Linked DNA regions of Mus musculus: all the other regions are linked to region 1. The links are chromatin contacts, called in public HiChIP or PLAC-seq and Micro-C maps. All regions are on one chromosome and are shown on one strand. Each heading gives the region's core, a stretch centred on a gene start, on an enhancer-like site or on the middle of the called end of the contact. The rest is flanking DNA. Distances are from core to core; before and after follow the strand shown. Region 1 holds the start of Bmper (BMP-binding endothelial regulator). Region 2 overlaps Bmper (BMP-binding endothelial regulator). Region 3 overlaps Bmper (BMP-binding endothelial regulator). Region 4 overlaps Gm36743 (a long non-coding RNA gene). Region 5 overlaps Gm36743 (a long non-coding RNA gene).

Region 1 (2,630 bases), core at 54-2,553:
TATTTGGGGGAAACATGTAACCACATTGTCTCTTGTCTCTTTTAATTTAAATTTTACACAAAATCTGTTTTGAGAGGGAAATGGAGCATGCTAAGCTAATGACAGCGTTCCTTCCTCCCACTTGTCCACGTCACAGAGATGTGGTCCTTGTGTTGGGATGTTGGCCACGATGCACTCACTAAAAGCACCCTTTAAATCTCTAGAAAAAAACAAATGAGCATGCGGATGGCAGGCAGGGGCAGGTAAATGTGGTGACATTAGAGGAGTGTATCTGAGGACTGTCAAAGGAGTTTCTCACTACAGCTACAAATGCTACCTAAAACTGGCCAGAGACTAGGGGAAAACTAGGCTTGTCAGCAATTAGAGTTTGGATCCACAAGGCGCTTCAGGAACTAATGTGGGGTGGGCACCTGCTGGCTGGCTGTTCTTCGTGTGGGTGGGAGCATGTGATCACAGTAGGCTCCAAAGAAGGCTAGCTGATCATTGGTTCCAAGCACCTTTCACTCTCACCTGGCACCTTCCCAATGTAGTTATAAAAATTCTCTTTTCTAGATTAGCACCCCTTTTGAGTAGAGCCAGGCACTGCTTGGCGGGTGCGTGTAGGGCGGGTGTGTGTGTGTGTGGGGGGGGCAGGACGTGGGAGGGATGCTGGGACTCAGCGGGTACCGGGTGGCGGGGCGAGGGGATCAAAGACCGAGACTGGGGGACATCAGGGCCGCCCAAGCAAGAAACGCTGCAGGGTAGCGGCTGCCACCGCGTGCCCTGCTGGGCGGCCGCCGCGAAGGCGGCCTGCGTGGAGATTAGCGGCAGCGGTCCCTCCCTGGCCCGCGAGTGAATGAATGATTAGTCTAACGCACCTCCCTGGCCCGGGCAGCTCCGGCTGGGAAGGGCGGAGTCTGAGCCACCGATCCACGCTTTAAGGGAGAAAGGCTCTGGCCGTTGTGCGTGCATTAGCCGACCCTTTCTGTCGCTCCAACTTCTGTCCTCCCTAATGTCAGGCCCACAGAGGCATAAGCACAGGAACCTGATCTCCAAGGTCACTCGTCCCTCTGTCCCCTCAGCCTCGTGAGTCCCCCGCCTTTGCCCGAGGGAGTCAAAGGGCTGTGGAAAGTTGAGGGACCCTCCTGCATTCGATCCGTGGCTCCTTCCGAAGCTGGGGCAGCGGGAAGCGCCGGGTCTTCTGCTCCGGGCGCTAGCGGGTAGTGGCATCCCTGCTGGGGGCGGCTCCTCTGCGCGGGAGGAGGCGGTGCGCAGGGCGCTGGAGACGCGCCTTCCAGGCTCCGGCAGCGCCCCGGGGCCGGTGGCCGGGGCTGGGCTAGACCGCCTGGCTGGGCGTTCGCGTGCGCCGCTGTCGCTTCTGAGCCGGCATAGCTCCGGCGCCAGGATCGTAGTCCCTCGTGCGACCCTGCGGATTCCGCGCAGAGCCTAGTACGCCCCTCGGTCCCGCACGGAGCAAGCGCGCGGGCCGGACACCGCGCTCGGGGGCCGGGCCGGAGCTGCGCGTGCGGGAGCCGGAGCTCAGCCGGGCTCCAGAGCTGCGAGCGCACTCGGCAGTCGCCGCCGCCGCTCCCCAGATCCCGCCGCTCAGCCACCCCTCCTCCCGGCCCAGCTCTGGCGCGGAGGGGCTGACGGCTAACCCGCTGAGAGCAACTCCCTTAGAAAAAAGCCGCCGCATTGGCCGAGGCTGGCCGCAGGACCCCTCCTCCCGGGGCGCCCCCACTCCTCCCCCGCCGCTCCGGGCGCCCGCCTCCCTCAGCCGACTGTCTCCCGGCACGCCGGCCCACAGCCCTTTTGACTGCGAGCAGCGGCTGCCGAGCAGAGGCGGCGACGCGGGACCTGCAGTCGCCCGGGATTCCCTCCAGGTGACGATGCTCTGGTTCTTCAGCGTCAGGGCTCTGGCTGAGCGTCCTTGCCGACGCTCGCCTGGGATTACCTGCTGCGTCTTGCTGCTGCTCAATTGCTCCGGGGTCCCCATGTCTCTGGCTTCCTCCTTCCTGACAGGTAGGGGGGTGGGGGCGGGAGGGACCAGTCCTCCGGGACTCTGGGTGGTTTCTTGGGAGAAGAGGCACTGGCAGACCGGGGATGAGAGGACGAGGAACGCGCACCTTGCCTGACTCTCGCGGGCGGTGGGGATGCGGAGAAGCCTAGAGAAAAGGGATGGGAAGGCTATGAAGAGGTAGAGAGATGGGGGACTGAGAGACTGCTACCTTTGACAGAGTGCTAATAGGCACCCTGCTATATGAAGTTGGGAAATTCCTTGATTTATATTTAATCTTTTTTCCCCAATCCTTGTTTTAATCGTAGCCACTCTTGTGCAATTAAGGAAAAGACCGCGCCGTTTCCCGCACATCCTCTTTTCTCAACACCATAGGATTCCAATAAATCCACGGTGCTAGGCAGCATCTTTAAAACATGACTTTCCAGACCTTGAATGTAAAGAAGCGATCTTATTTTTAAAGGTTACTAATAGCATGATATGATAATTACAGGTTTTCAGGCAGGTGAAGACCTCGGCTTCTATTTTGAAGGACATGCTTTACTGACACCTGGTGCAGAAAAGAGAATATTTTAAAGAGGAAAGAGATTGCGCTTCAAAAAGTGATTGCATTTCAACCCACAACAGTTGGCAG
Region 2 (2,630 bases), core at 58-2,557, 240 kb after region 1:
TCTCATTCTCTAGAGCCATCACATCTTCAGGCTTTCCTCAGCTGTAGACATCTGCAAATCTCATTCACTTTTGCTCAATTGATGGAAATTTACACGGGGCTTTTTTATTCCTTCTTGAACTACTGATGGAGATGTTGGTCTTGACTGTCACACTCTCCTCTGCAGAAGCAAATTCTCATATCCATTGCACAGGAATTTTTTATGCTTCTCTTTCTCTTCTTTTACTTTCTTTTGAGTTTGACCCTAGCCACTAGCAGAATGGTGATTTTTCTCCTATTATGGCCTTTCCCCTCTTCTTCTTCAGTCCCCATGACCACTACTTAGCCAGCCATCCTATTTCCTCACCTCTTTAGCATCAGCATCTCTTCCTGTACTTCTCCTCAATCCTTACTTTACCACTTATTAACAGTGGGTGTGAATAATGCATTCAGGGGATAGGTTGTGAGTATCCACTCTAAACCAGGGACTGCACAGGGCTAGGGAACTTGGTGAGCAAGGCTTGTCTGACCTGGGGCTCAAGTGAGACCAATCACATGAGGACACAGTTGCAAGTATGATAAGAGGCATGCAGGGTTGTCAGAGGCAGCCTTGGGGTCACCTCATCTGGTAAGGTTATTCCAGAAGCCTTCTTTGAGGACTCTATTGGGCTGTTGTTGAAGAGAGGACAGGTTTTAACCAGAGGCACTAAAAGAATAATATAATAATGCAGAGAAGGGAGTTTTGAACTAGATTTTGAATGCTCATTTTGCCACTTATTAGCAGTGGAATGTAGACAACATCGATGCAGTTTTAGGCAAGAGTTGTGAAGACTTTCAGACCTCTCCTAGTTGCTTCTGAAAACAGGATTTTCTTTCTACCCTTTTGGGACCTATCTAAGAGGCTGGCCTGGGGACAGTGGGTTGTAATGTCTGGTTTGCCTTTTGAGCCTGTAGTGGATGAACTCCTTTACTTTGAGTTGAGAATGACTGCTTCAGCACCGTGGGTTGGGTGGGGACAGGTCCTGGGATGAGCAGCTCCTTTTGGTCCAGCTGACTGGTTACCCTGGAGCATCCATGGCTGTCCAAAGCAAGGGTGTGAAAGGCCCTTCCTTGTGCAGTGAATGGATATGAATGATGTTTTATTTTTGAGCCAAAAGACACTGAAGTCTTGATGAAAGTCTCCCAGCATCTGAAAAAGCTCATCCCAGCACCACATCCTCTGGGAACAGCCACCGCTGCTGCTGCCCTATTATTAAGGCACATGGTGGAGGATTTGTGCTTCTGCGGGTTGTGGGGCTTGGCAGCCAGCCACTGCTTAATGTGAGAAAGGCCTATGGGAGGACCAGCCCTTTGAAGCAGAAGTGGGTGGCAGCTACTGCATGTGGCTGGGGTGTGGTCTGGGATACTGCATGCCTTCTGTATCTTTCCTCTCCCTCACTCCCTTGGCCCTTGGGAACACCCCACTGCTTTTGGACGGTGAGAGTTCTGCTGTGATACAAGAAGCCAACCTCGGGACTCCCCAGAGAGTGGGGCAGAGGAGCAGCACTCTGGAACCACAAAAAAGACACGACCATGTTCCATCTCGTCTGCCCATGATGCAGATTCAGCTGGGGCAATGGCAAGTGGTTTCTGCCTTGTCTTGTCTCTCACCTACACCTTTCTAATAATAGCTATGGCTCTTTTTGTTTCTTTTCATTAGAGATTAGCAGCATAGACAATATATCTTGTTATATACTTACTTGTCTATGGAACTCAGAGTAAATGATTTCCTGGGAGGGAAGATATTGTGCCCAAGAGCACACAACTGGTTTAGTTGGTCTATCTATCTATCTATCTATCTATCTATCTATCTATCTATCTATCTATCTATGCATCTATCCATCTATCTGTCTACCTATCTATCTACCTGCCTATTCCTTACTCCAAAGGTGGTCACCATTCTGACTTACAGTTTCAGCAAGGAAACTTGCGTCCTACCACACTTCCTGGCTATTTATGTCAGCTACAAACCCAAAATGGAGTTTGTCAAGCATTAGGCACATAGATGTCTTTACTTCCTTCTTTACTATGGTAACAAATTGTGCTTCTAAGTATATAATGTACAACAATAGATATTTATTTTCTCTTTGTTTCTTTGGGTCACACTCAAGTTTTCTTTCTTTCTTCTTCTGTTTTATTTGAGACAACTGTAGACCCATATTTAGTTGTATGAAAAAGTAGAGAGAAACCAGTGTGTCTTTTACCCAACTTTTCACAAAAAAAGCATCTTTGTTTTTTAATATTTATTTATTTTATTTTTAATTAGCATATAAAATAACAGATTTGCCCATGACATTAAAATTTTATGTGCGTGTGTGTGTGTGTGTGTGTGTGTGTGTGTGTATGTGTGTGTGTGTGCTCGCACACTGAGAGCATAAGAAATATCGACCATGCTGAGAGTTTTATGAGTCCTGGGGAATGAATTCAGGGATGAGCACAGGCCTATGCTTGTAAGGCCAAACCTTTACTGACTGAGCTCCTGATGGAATCTCCATACATACTTGACTGTGTCCCCACTCCCATCTCCCTGCCTGTATTCCTCCATCTTCAGTATTTCCTTTTCAAATCATCCAAGCCTCTTGTTCCTTTCTTATGATCCTCTTGATCCATGCT
Region 3 (2,630 bases), core at 44-2,543, 190 kb after region 1:
TTCTACCCTGTGACCTCCAGTTAACACTCAGCAGCTCAGCTCAGCACAGGGGCTTGCTTTTGACAACCTTGCAACAGAATTGCTCTGGAAGTTGATGAGTTTGGCCTGCTGCACTCCTGGTTACTACACAATTCCAGGAGTTCAAGAGTCGTGCCTGCCTATAACGTTAGCCACCATGGGCGTGTGAGGAAACATGAGAGGAATGCGACTCAGAAGGCCGTGTTTAAGTGATTTGCCTGTGGCTCTTAAAACTAGGAAACTCCTGTGGTCTGCAACCGCAGAGAGGTTATTTTTACTCTTTAATTGCCACCACTTTAGTTCCCTTAGCTCTCATTAAATGTGATCTTTTTATTTTAATTTGATCTTTGGACATAAAAGATGAATTTCTATAAAGACAGCCCAAAGTAGGATGGAAAAAGACTGTCCCTGTCATCACAGATCCCCAAGCATGGCTGTATCTGCCAAGCCATTTGGCTCTAGTCATATGCTCGGCTCCTTCAGCCATTTTCCTGTTATAATTTGAATCCTCTGGGTTCTCTTATTTTTCCCTTCTGTTCTGCCCCCCGAGATTGGCTTCACCCCTTTCCTAAGGAGTCCTAGTTGGAGATTATGGATGAGTTAACCACCTGGATGGCCCATATTTTATTTGCATTTGTAAAGCCTAGGGGGGACTTGGGAGAGCAAAGCAATTAAGAGTATTAGCATTGTGCACTCCTAGCTCTCAATCACCAGGCTCTTCAACCTTCCTGTACAAGCCTTGGTTCATCTATCTGTGAATTCAAGACAACAGGAACTTCTCTTCCTATTTAATGAGGTTTTGAACCAAAGAGCTAGAGGTGCTGGAGCTGTTGGTTGGCACCATTTCTCTGTCAATTAGAAGACAAACATGCAAAGGGCCTCCTTTGGAAGCTCTCCCACTCTAGCTGAAGGCTCAGTTTGGACTCTTCTCTCTGCTGCAAATAGGATGGAGAGGTTATACCCCTCCCAGACCTCATCTGCCTATCTTTTCAAAAGATTTCACTGCAAACAATAACTAGAGAGCAGGGCTATAGAGATTGGTCTTTCCCACCAAATTCCCACGTCTTTTGCCTCTGGTGAATTAATTAGTTTTAAGCTCCTCTGAGTTCCGCAGGAGAATAGCATGGCTTTGGCAGATATCCCAAGAAACCAATTGAATGCACAAAACCAGAAAGAATTGACTTGTTCAGTGGCCAGGTGGTTGCCCTCTTCTCTGTCCTTTAAAAGGTCTACAGCAGCTACTGCAACATGGCAGAGGGTGTTTGTATCAAAGGCTAGATCTGACCAGCCTGGGCAAGTTCAGGCATGCTTGTGAATTCTTTGTGCATGCAGACTAAGGCAGGATGTAGTAGGGAATTTGGCTTGTGTTCTGCCTGTTGTTGGCATGGTCTGATGCAGGGTGGCCTTGGGTCTTCTCTTCCTTAGAAATGGCAGGAGGAAAGATCTAGATAACTCTGCTAGCCATATAACCTATTGCCACCCTGACTCAACAGCAGAAGGATGCGTCCTCTCTCACATTGAAGTGGGACGGGCAATATTGGGTATGTCCTGCGCTTGAGAAATGGAGTCCCACTCAGAAAGGCAGTTGCTCCGTAGGCTCGAGCCAGGCCCAAGTGCAGGGTTCTGCATGGACTTTCTGAAACAGGAGACGGGGGTTGAGCACTTACATGGTCACTTTCTGGCTGGCGACTACCATGAAGCCATTGGAGCTCCACATGCCCCATCTAGCATTGGGAAACTCGTTGTTCTGAGGAATGAAGGCATTGGGAAGTGTGGTGCTGGCACAGGGCAGATGGACTGCTGAAGCCCACTATATGCCCTTAGCCTGTGTCCCTGATGTTTGATGGGGATCTTCCTGAACTCCTAGCCAGTCCTTCAACTCTCTAACTGTGGTAGCTCCTAATCTCATCACAGAGACCTGATGTCTCAGGTTCTTGTTGGCAAAACCTTGAACTGTTTGAAAATAAACTGTTTATCTTTCACGACACTGAAAGTGCTAGTTAAGGATGCTTGGCCATTTTTGTGCAATGACTTTTGTTGTAGAGGAGAGACAAAACCAGCAATCACATGGCACACCACACCTGCCAAGTGCTTCCTAGTGAGTTTGAAAGCACAGGTAGAATTTCTGAAATCAACCTGATATGAGGTCAGAATGATGGCCTTGCTATATTCATTCAGAGTTCTCACAGGACAAGTTAGTCTTGCCTTGATATAGGACACCACCACTGGCATAAATAGTATTGGAAGTTTTGCTTATTTTTTCTCATCCTTCAAAGAAGTATCTCTTTTACTGATGAGGAAAAAGTTTTTTCTCTCTCTCTTTCATATACACACACACATGCACACACATACAGAATGAGAGAGAGAGAGAGGGGGAGAAAGGGAGAGAGGAAGAGAGGGAGAGAGAGAAGTGAGGGAGGGAGAGAACTATGTATTAGTAACAGAGTGAAGTGTATTTCTTACAGTGTTTTCTCTTCTGGGTGTTTTTAAGCTCATGGAACTTTTCACAAAGCAAATTCTATGTGTGATAAGTTTTTTCTATGAAGTCAAAATATTTGATTTCTCTAAATTACTTATGTTTGAAAAGTCTGGGATTTGTAGCTCTTTCATTT
Region 4 (2,630 bases), core at 34-2,533, 180 kb before region 1:
TGAGATGGCATGGCCCCCACATTCCAAAGCCTTGCCCGGCTTTGCCTTCTGTCTGACACACACAAAGCACCGAGGACATCTGCAGCATAGCTCTGCTTTGTTGTGTCTGTTTCTTGCTGGGTTTACCTGATACACTGCTTTCCAGAACAATTTTCATTCTAGAAGATACTCCCTCAGGGCTGAGCGTGGGGGAGGACTAAACCACAGAGACGGGCACAGTGTTGTTGTAGTGTTTCTGCTGGGTCAAGTGGATCTGAAACTTGGGATAAAGAATGGGTCTCATCTTTAAAAATCCATTTCAGACCAACAGGCAATTGACCTCATCCCAAATGGCCAGTGTACTTTTTCCTGAGAAGGGTGTGACAAGCCATCTGTCCTTCAGAGGAAACCTTCAGTCACCGGGAATGCATGTGAGATGGGAGGCACTGCTCTTCTGAATTTGTAGTTAAATTTCCTTCAAGGCCAGTGAGGTTGTTTATTGCATTCAGGCACCAGCTGAGAATCCTGGTGATCTGAATTCAGTTCTGACGATCCACAGGGAAGGAGAGAACTGACTCTTGTGAGTTGTCCTCTTGTGCACAGCCACACCTAAACACACACACACACACACACACATGCACACACATATGCACATGCACACACACACACACACACACACACACACACACACACACATGCACACACATATGCACATGCACATACACACACTCACACACACACACACACACACACACACACACACACACACACACACACACAATCCCCTGGTGTAGGTTTTCTTTAGTAACACCTCTGTCCTGTACCAGTAGGTGGAAATCAGCCACCATGCAGGGTGAACTCCCTGATGTGGCTCTTGCCACAACAGACACAGGTTTGGGAGGGGAGCTGAGCCCATTTGTCAGTAAATGTAAGTTTCACCTTTGAACTCCGAAATAATTGTTTGGTTTTCCTTCTTAAGTACTAAGATTGATTTCTCAGTAGCAATTAGCCACATCTATACAGGAATAATAGAATAAATAACTGGAGAGGAAAGTTTGGGCCAAGTGTTTGTGTTTCCCCTTGAGTCCTTACAATGTTGGGGAAGGCTGCGTGGGTTTACTGTGTAGAGAGCAAGTGAGTTTGTCTCAAATGAACAAATGCTAATGTCAGAGCCTGAGGAAACTGGCTCTCCAGACCCAGTTTCCTCACATAAAAACCGAGAGCAGTTCTGATCTCTGCCTTAGGGGATCATTAGGAGGCTGTTGTGAAATGTTTTGAAGATGCTGTGTAAATACAACACTGCAGAGCCTTCCTATGGCCCTGCTGCAGTTCTGACCCTGGGAAAAGCACTGAGGGTTCTTATACAGGCCTGCCATTGGTCTTTCTCCTCCCAGCTACTCCATTTCCCAACACCATCTCGGCTTTTCTCACTTCTGCCTTGGGCTTCCAGACACATCATCAGGCCGCAGGAAGACCCTGCCTCCAGCCATCCTTGCCAGCACTTTTCTTTCTCCAACCAGCCCTGGATGCTCGGCCTGTCCCTCCATATAAAGCCGTTTATTATGATCTAGGAAGAAGCTGAACTCTGGTCCTTTACCCAACATAAAATCTGTCTCTCTGTGTCAAAAGAGAAGGAGGAGGAGGAGGAGGAAAAAGGAATTAGACGCCAGGGAGACACTAAATACAGTTTTCCTTTGACTGCTGGAGGAGATAAGTCCCTAAAAAAAGACAGGAATTGTTTGCTTATAAGTTGAGTGCTGCAGGTTTATCACCTAGTGTCATAGATTATGTTGAACACAGTCATCAGAAGGAAGAGCGGGAGGCTACAATAACAGACGATAGGGACTATTCCGACTCCACAGTCAACCCCCACCCCCCTCCCGACTCACTCACCCTGGGTGGAAAGCGTTTGTGTTACAAAACAATGTCAGGTCCTGCCCTGAAGATCTAATGTGTCTCACAGGCAGCGAGACAGATTGGGATGTTCCTTGGCTGGGCCTGATGTCACCCGAGAAGCTGGGTGAGATGGTGGGGACACTCTGGGATTTCCTCCCCCAGAGTGTGGTGGGGGCTCAGAGCCAGAATCCAGAGACAACAGAGAAGGCTGTAAACGCCTGGTGCAGAATAATATTTAGGCAGGATGTTCCTTGAACCATGGGAGCCGTGAAGTTTCCTGGGCCTAGAAGCTGCAGGTGATTAATTTCTTCAGTCCCAGTGGCGCCCAGTGTCTCCAAGAACACCCGGGTGGCCTCTAGATGAGGTCACTATTCAGAATTTAAGTCACATCAGTGCAGCTCAGGGAACTTACAACAACTTCCACCGACCCAAATTCTTTCTGGTTGGTTGGTGCTGCGCATGCGGTAGGGTGGTCTGAAAGATGAGGTTCCTTTACCAGAGAGTCTAGTCGGGTGCAGGGAAAGCTGTGAGCTGCCCAGGACCTGTGTTGGCTCCAGGGAGATCTGCAGTGACGTTAGTGTTCTGCTGGGCACGTAAATCAACTCCGAGAGCCGCCCCCTCCCGTATCTTGGCAGCGTGTTTGCTTTCTGATAAATCACCCTCATGACCAAATGGATTTGGCCCAGATTAAATGTCTCCTGATCACGCAAATTATTCATATTGTGTCTCATCCGTGACTCCAATGCTCTCTCCGA
Region 5 (2,630 bases), core at 60-2,559, 140 kb before region 1:
AGCACCTGTTTACATGCTGGGGGCAGCTGCATGCATTTGTCATTCCAGTGCTATGGAAGCAAAGGCAGGCAGATCCTGGGGACTCACTGGCCTGTCACACAAGCAAACTGGCAAGCTACAGGTTCTCAAAAAGTAAAGTGCAAAGTAATAGAGAAGGACAAAGTGAGCCTCTGTCTCTCACAAGAATGTTTATGAGTAAGCACATAAGGAGACACTACACACAGAGGCACACACACATATATACATACATAATACACAGCCACACAAACACACACACACATACAGACACCATAAATATCCACACAAACATACACAGATATATACACAGACACCATACATAGCCACACAAGCACACACACATATACACACATCATATGTAGCCACACACACATGCATGTACATACACACATACACACACTATACACAGCTGCACAACCATACACACACACACACACACACACGCCCACATCATGCACAGCTACACACATGTATACACATACATACATGCACACACACACACACACACACACACACACCACAATATGTCCTTGCAATCTTGCTTCTAGCTATGTTTCTAAAGCAAGTTAAAGTAGTAACTCAAAGAAAATACAATACAACAAAATACAAGGAGCTCACAAATGATCCTCATTATTTGGGAATGAATCATAGCAGATGAGTACTTTATATCATCTTAATATTTATAGTTCATACATACAACTTTATTTGTTAATTAAAACATAAAAATAAAAAAATGGAGATGCTCTGGATGCTTTTATGGAGAGACCCTAGTGGCTGGCCTCGGTTTATCTGCGTCTTGTTTACTTGAAAGGCCAAGCATTTTCTTGCTATTGTAAGCTGGATGGTAGAGGGGTTTTCAAAACCCTTCTGTGTATGATGTGAATGTGTGTGTGCGCGCGCGCGTGCGTGTGTGTTTGTATTCCTTTGGAATCTCTGAGGATCTTGGCCAGTTCTGGGAGGACATCCCCTGGAGAGAAGGCCGGGGCGAATCTCAAGCATCACCTCTTCTAACTCCTAGCACTTTAATTAGAACAGCCTGATAATTTTACTGATTTTATTTCTCGTCTGGTTTAGTTATGAGCTGCCACACTGCAATGTACAATTTTAAATCTAGGCTTTGGGAATCCAGTTCCAAAAGCTCCCCTCTGAGGTCTCCCACAAGGCTAAGGTTTGGGGAGTCTCACCCAAGGACTAGAATTTGGCAAAATATAGTTCAGTTTCCAAAGTCATGTTGGCTTTCATGGCTGGCGCAGAACAAGCCCCCACCGTGAGCACCGAACACATAGGCAGGGAGAACAAAGCTGCAGCCAGGCAGAACAAAGCGAGGCTACTCAGCCACACGCCCAGACTACACTTTCCGAGGGCAGACAGCGCTGTGGCAGGCTGCCAAGAAATTCTGGACATCAAATTGCTTTTGCTAAGCCAGCCCAGCGGTGCAGTAAAGAGCTAAGGAGCCCCAGGAGAAGGCTGGGAAAGGACCGCCTCTGTTTCTCTGCCCCTGATGTGGGCCCTCTTCGATTAGGAAGTGGCGTGTAAAGGAAGTTATCGGGGAGCGAAATCGGCTCAGCGAGAAACCTTTTAGAGCAAAGCCCGAGGAAAACGAATGGAACCAGTTGAGCTGCTTCATGCTTATCATATCACTTGTGGTACCCGGAGGTCAGATCACCTTCCAGCAAAGAAAGAGGCCCTCGAACAAAGGAAAACCTCACTTTGGCAAAATGAGCCCTCACTTTGGGACCAGTTTTGGATCAGTTTGGTTCTTCTAAGGGGCAGTCACTCCAGAAATCTAGTTCAAAATGACACACGCCTTCTAAATTAATGATTCCAATGGAACACCGCCTAGGTGTTTAAGGACTGTACTCAGATGAAAGAAAAAGTCTCATACAGTGGAACACCAAAGAAACCATTGCTTTTATCTTAGGCGAGGAGCAGATGGGAGGAACAGCTAGGTCCTGGATAGTCCACGTCTCTACTCCGTCTTGTGTTTCTTCACCATGACAGTGGCTCTCTCTTGTTCTGTGAAGCAAGACTGTTGAAGGTGGCTGTGAAGGGTGACGTGGTGGTAGAGAGCTGAGAATAAGCCCCTCTTTGCCCTCTACTATCTTCGTACATTTTAAGACCGTACCCATTCAACTGTAACATACCATTAAGGACAGTATCACAGCCAATCCCAACTGCCAGGAGATCTGGAGCTAGAGTCGTTTAGCTCAGTATGCTGTCCCCCACCGACAGTATAGCTTACTGCTAAGAGGGACAGGGAGAGAGGGTGGCCCTTTCTGACCAAGTGCAGAAGTGTTCCTCCTTCAGCCTTTAAAACTCATCTGTAACATGACCTGGCTTGTTTAGGCTGCCCTCTTAAGTACAGTTCTCCATATCCCCCCACTCTGCATCTGAAAAGTCAACGATTTGAACCAAAATAGTTAGAAGAACTACATCTATGATAAACATGTACAAATTTTTTCTTACCATTATTGCCTAAAAAAATATAATCTAGCTACAATTTCCATAGAATTTGCATTATATAAGTAGTTGTCTTAGGATTTTATTACTTTGAAGAGACAATATGACCCCAGCAACTCTTATAAAGGAAAACATTTAATTTGGGGGTGGTT

Evidence for each region. A called contact is a pair of places that touch in the nucleus more often than the background predicts. HiChIP or PLAC-seq counts read pairs in DNA pulled down with a chosen protein or histone mark.
Region 2: a Micro-C map of the HL-1 cell line shows a contact between it and region 1, with 5 times the contacts expected there. The contact joins the enhancer-like site here to the promoter of Bmper in region 1. A contact is called at or near these places in 2 of 39 promoter capture datasets (both in the 3T3-L1 cell line), 5 of 484 Hi-C or Micro-C datasets (the HL-1 cell line, embryonic fibroblasts, myocytes and 2 more) and 3 of 115 datasets of contacts at active chromatin or transcription factors (the NIH/3T3 cell line, neural progenitor cells and vascular smooth muscle cells).
Region 3: an H3K4me3 HiChIP or PLAC-seq map of neural progenitor cells shows a contact between it and region 1, with 6 times the contacts expected there. The contact joins the enhancer-like site here to the promoter of Bmper in region 1. A contact is called at or near these places in 3 of 39 promoter capture datasets (the 3T3-L1 cell line and liver), 3 of 484 Hi-C or Micro-C datasets (brown adipocytes, cardiomyocytes and muscle stem cells) and 4 of 115 datasets of contacts at active chromatin or transcription factors (embryonic forebrain, neural progenitor cells, neural tube and 1 more).
Region 4: a contact with region 1 is called in an H3K27ac HiChIP or PLAC-seq map of extraembryonic endoderm stem cells. The contact joins the enhancer-like site here to the promoter of Bmper in region 1. A contact is called at or near these places in 19 of 39 promoter capture datasets (the 3T3-L1 cell line, 3T3-L1-derived adipocytes, the C10 cell line and 11 more), 42 of 484 Hi-C or Micro-C datasets (B cells, the C2C12 cell line, DN3 thymocytes and 28 more), 20 of 115 datasets of contacts at active chromatin or transcription factors (SST interneurons, bone marrow-derived macrophages, craniofacial prominence and 13 more) and 2 of 9 other capture datasets (adipose tissue and embryonic stem cells).
Region 5: an H3K4me3 HiChIP or PLAC-seq map of neural tube shows a contact between it and region 1, with 4 times the contacts expected there. The contact joins the enhancer-like site here to the promoter of Bmper in region 1. A contact is called at or near these places in 8 of 39 promoter capture datasets (3T3-L1-derived adipocytes, cranial neural crest, embryonic stem cells and 5 more), 3 of 484 Hi-C or Micro-C datasets (the G1E-ER4 cell line, cranial neural crest and embryonic fibroblasts), 5 of 115 datasets of contacts at active chromatin or transcription factors (embryonic hindbrain, embryonic limb bud, embryonic midbrain and 2 more) and 2 of 9 other capture datasets (adipose tissue and liver).

The regions. Positions count from the first base shown.
Region 1 is chr9:23,221,773-23,224,402 of GRCm38.p6, forward strand. It overlaps Bmper (BMP-binding endothelial regulator), which reads left to right and starts at 1,304. Exons shown (of 15, transcript NM_028472.2): 1 at 1,304-2,001. The coding sequence starts at 1,869.
Region 2 is chr9:23,459,609-23,462,238 of GRCm38.p6, forward strand. All of the region lies in intron 13 of Bmper (BMP-binding endothelial regulator), which reads left to right. Among named protein-coding and RNA genes, the nearest start is that of Gm39311, 120 kb to the right of the region's middle. Within about 2 kb of position 1,308, at least 19 of the 459 cell types and tissues checked have an H3K27ac peak or open chromatin away from gene starts, as enhancers often do. A contact at or near this core is called in the HL-1 cell line, where this site is marked.
Region 3 is chr9:23,407,373-23,410,002 of GRCm38.p6, forward strand. All of the region lies in intron 13 of Bmper (BMP-binding endothelial regulator), which reads left to right. Among named protein-coding and RNA genes, the nearest start is that of Gm39311, 170 kb to the right of the region's middle. Within about 2 kb of position 1,294, at least 14 of the 459 cell types and tissues checked have an H3K27ac peak or open chromatin away from gene starts, as enhancers often do. A contact at or near this core is called in neural progenitor cells, where this site is marked.
Region 4 is chr9:23,039,883-23,042,512 of GRCm38.p6, forward strand. The region is part of intron 5 of Gm36743 (a long non-coding RNA gene); the gene reads left to right. Among named protein-coding and RNA genes, the nearest start is that of Gm36743, 45 kb to the left of the region's middle. Within about 2 kb of position 1,284, at least 20 of the 459 cell types and tissues checked have an H3K27ac peak or open chromatin away from gene starts, as enhancers often do. A contact at or near this core is called in adipose tissue, extraembryonic endoderm stem cells and muscle stem cells, where this site is marked.
Region 5 is chr9:23,082,337-23,084,966 of GRCm38.p6, forward strand. All of the region lies in intron 7 of Gm36743 (a long non-coding RNA gene), which reads left to right. Among named protein-coding and RNA genes, the nearest start is that of Gm36743, 87 kb to the left of the region's middle. RefSeq lists an enhancer at 796-2,374. Within about 2 kb of position 1,310, at least 91 of the 459 cell types and tissues checked have an H3K27ac peak or open chromatin away from gene starts, as enhancers often do. A contact at or near this core is called in adipose tissue, embryonic limb bud, neural stem cells and 1 more, where this site is marked.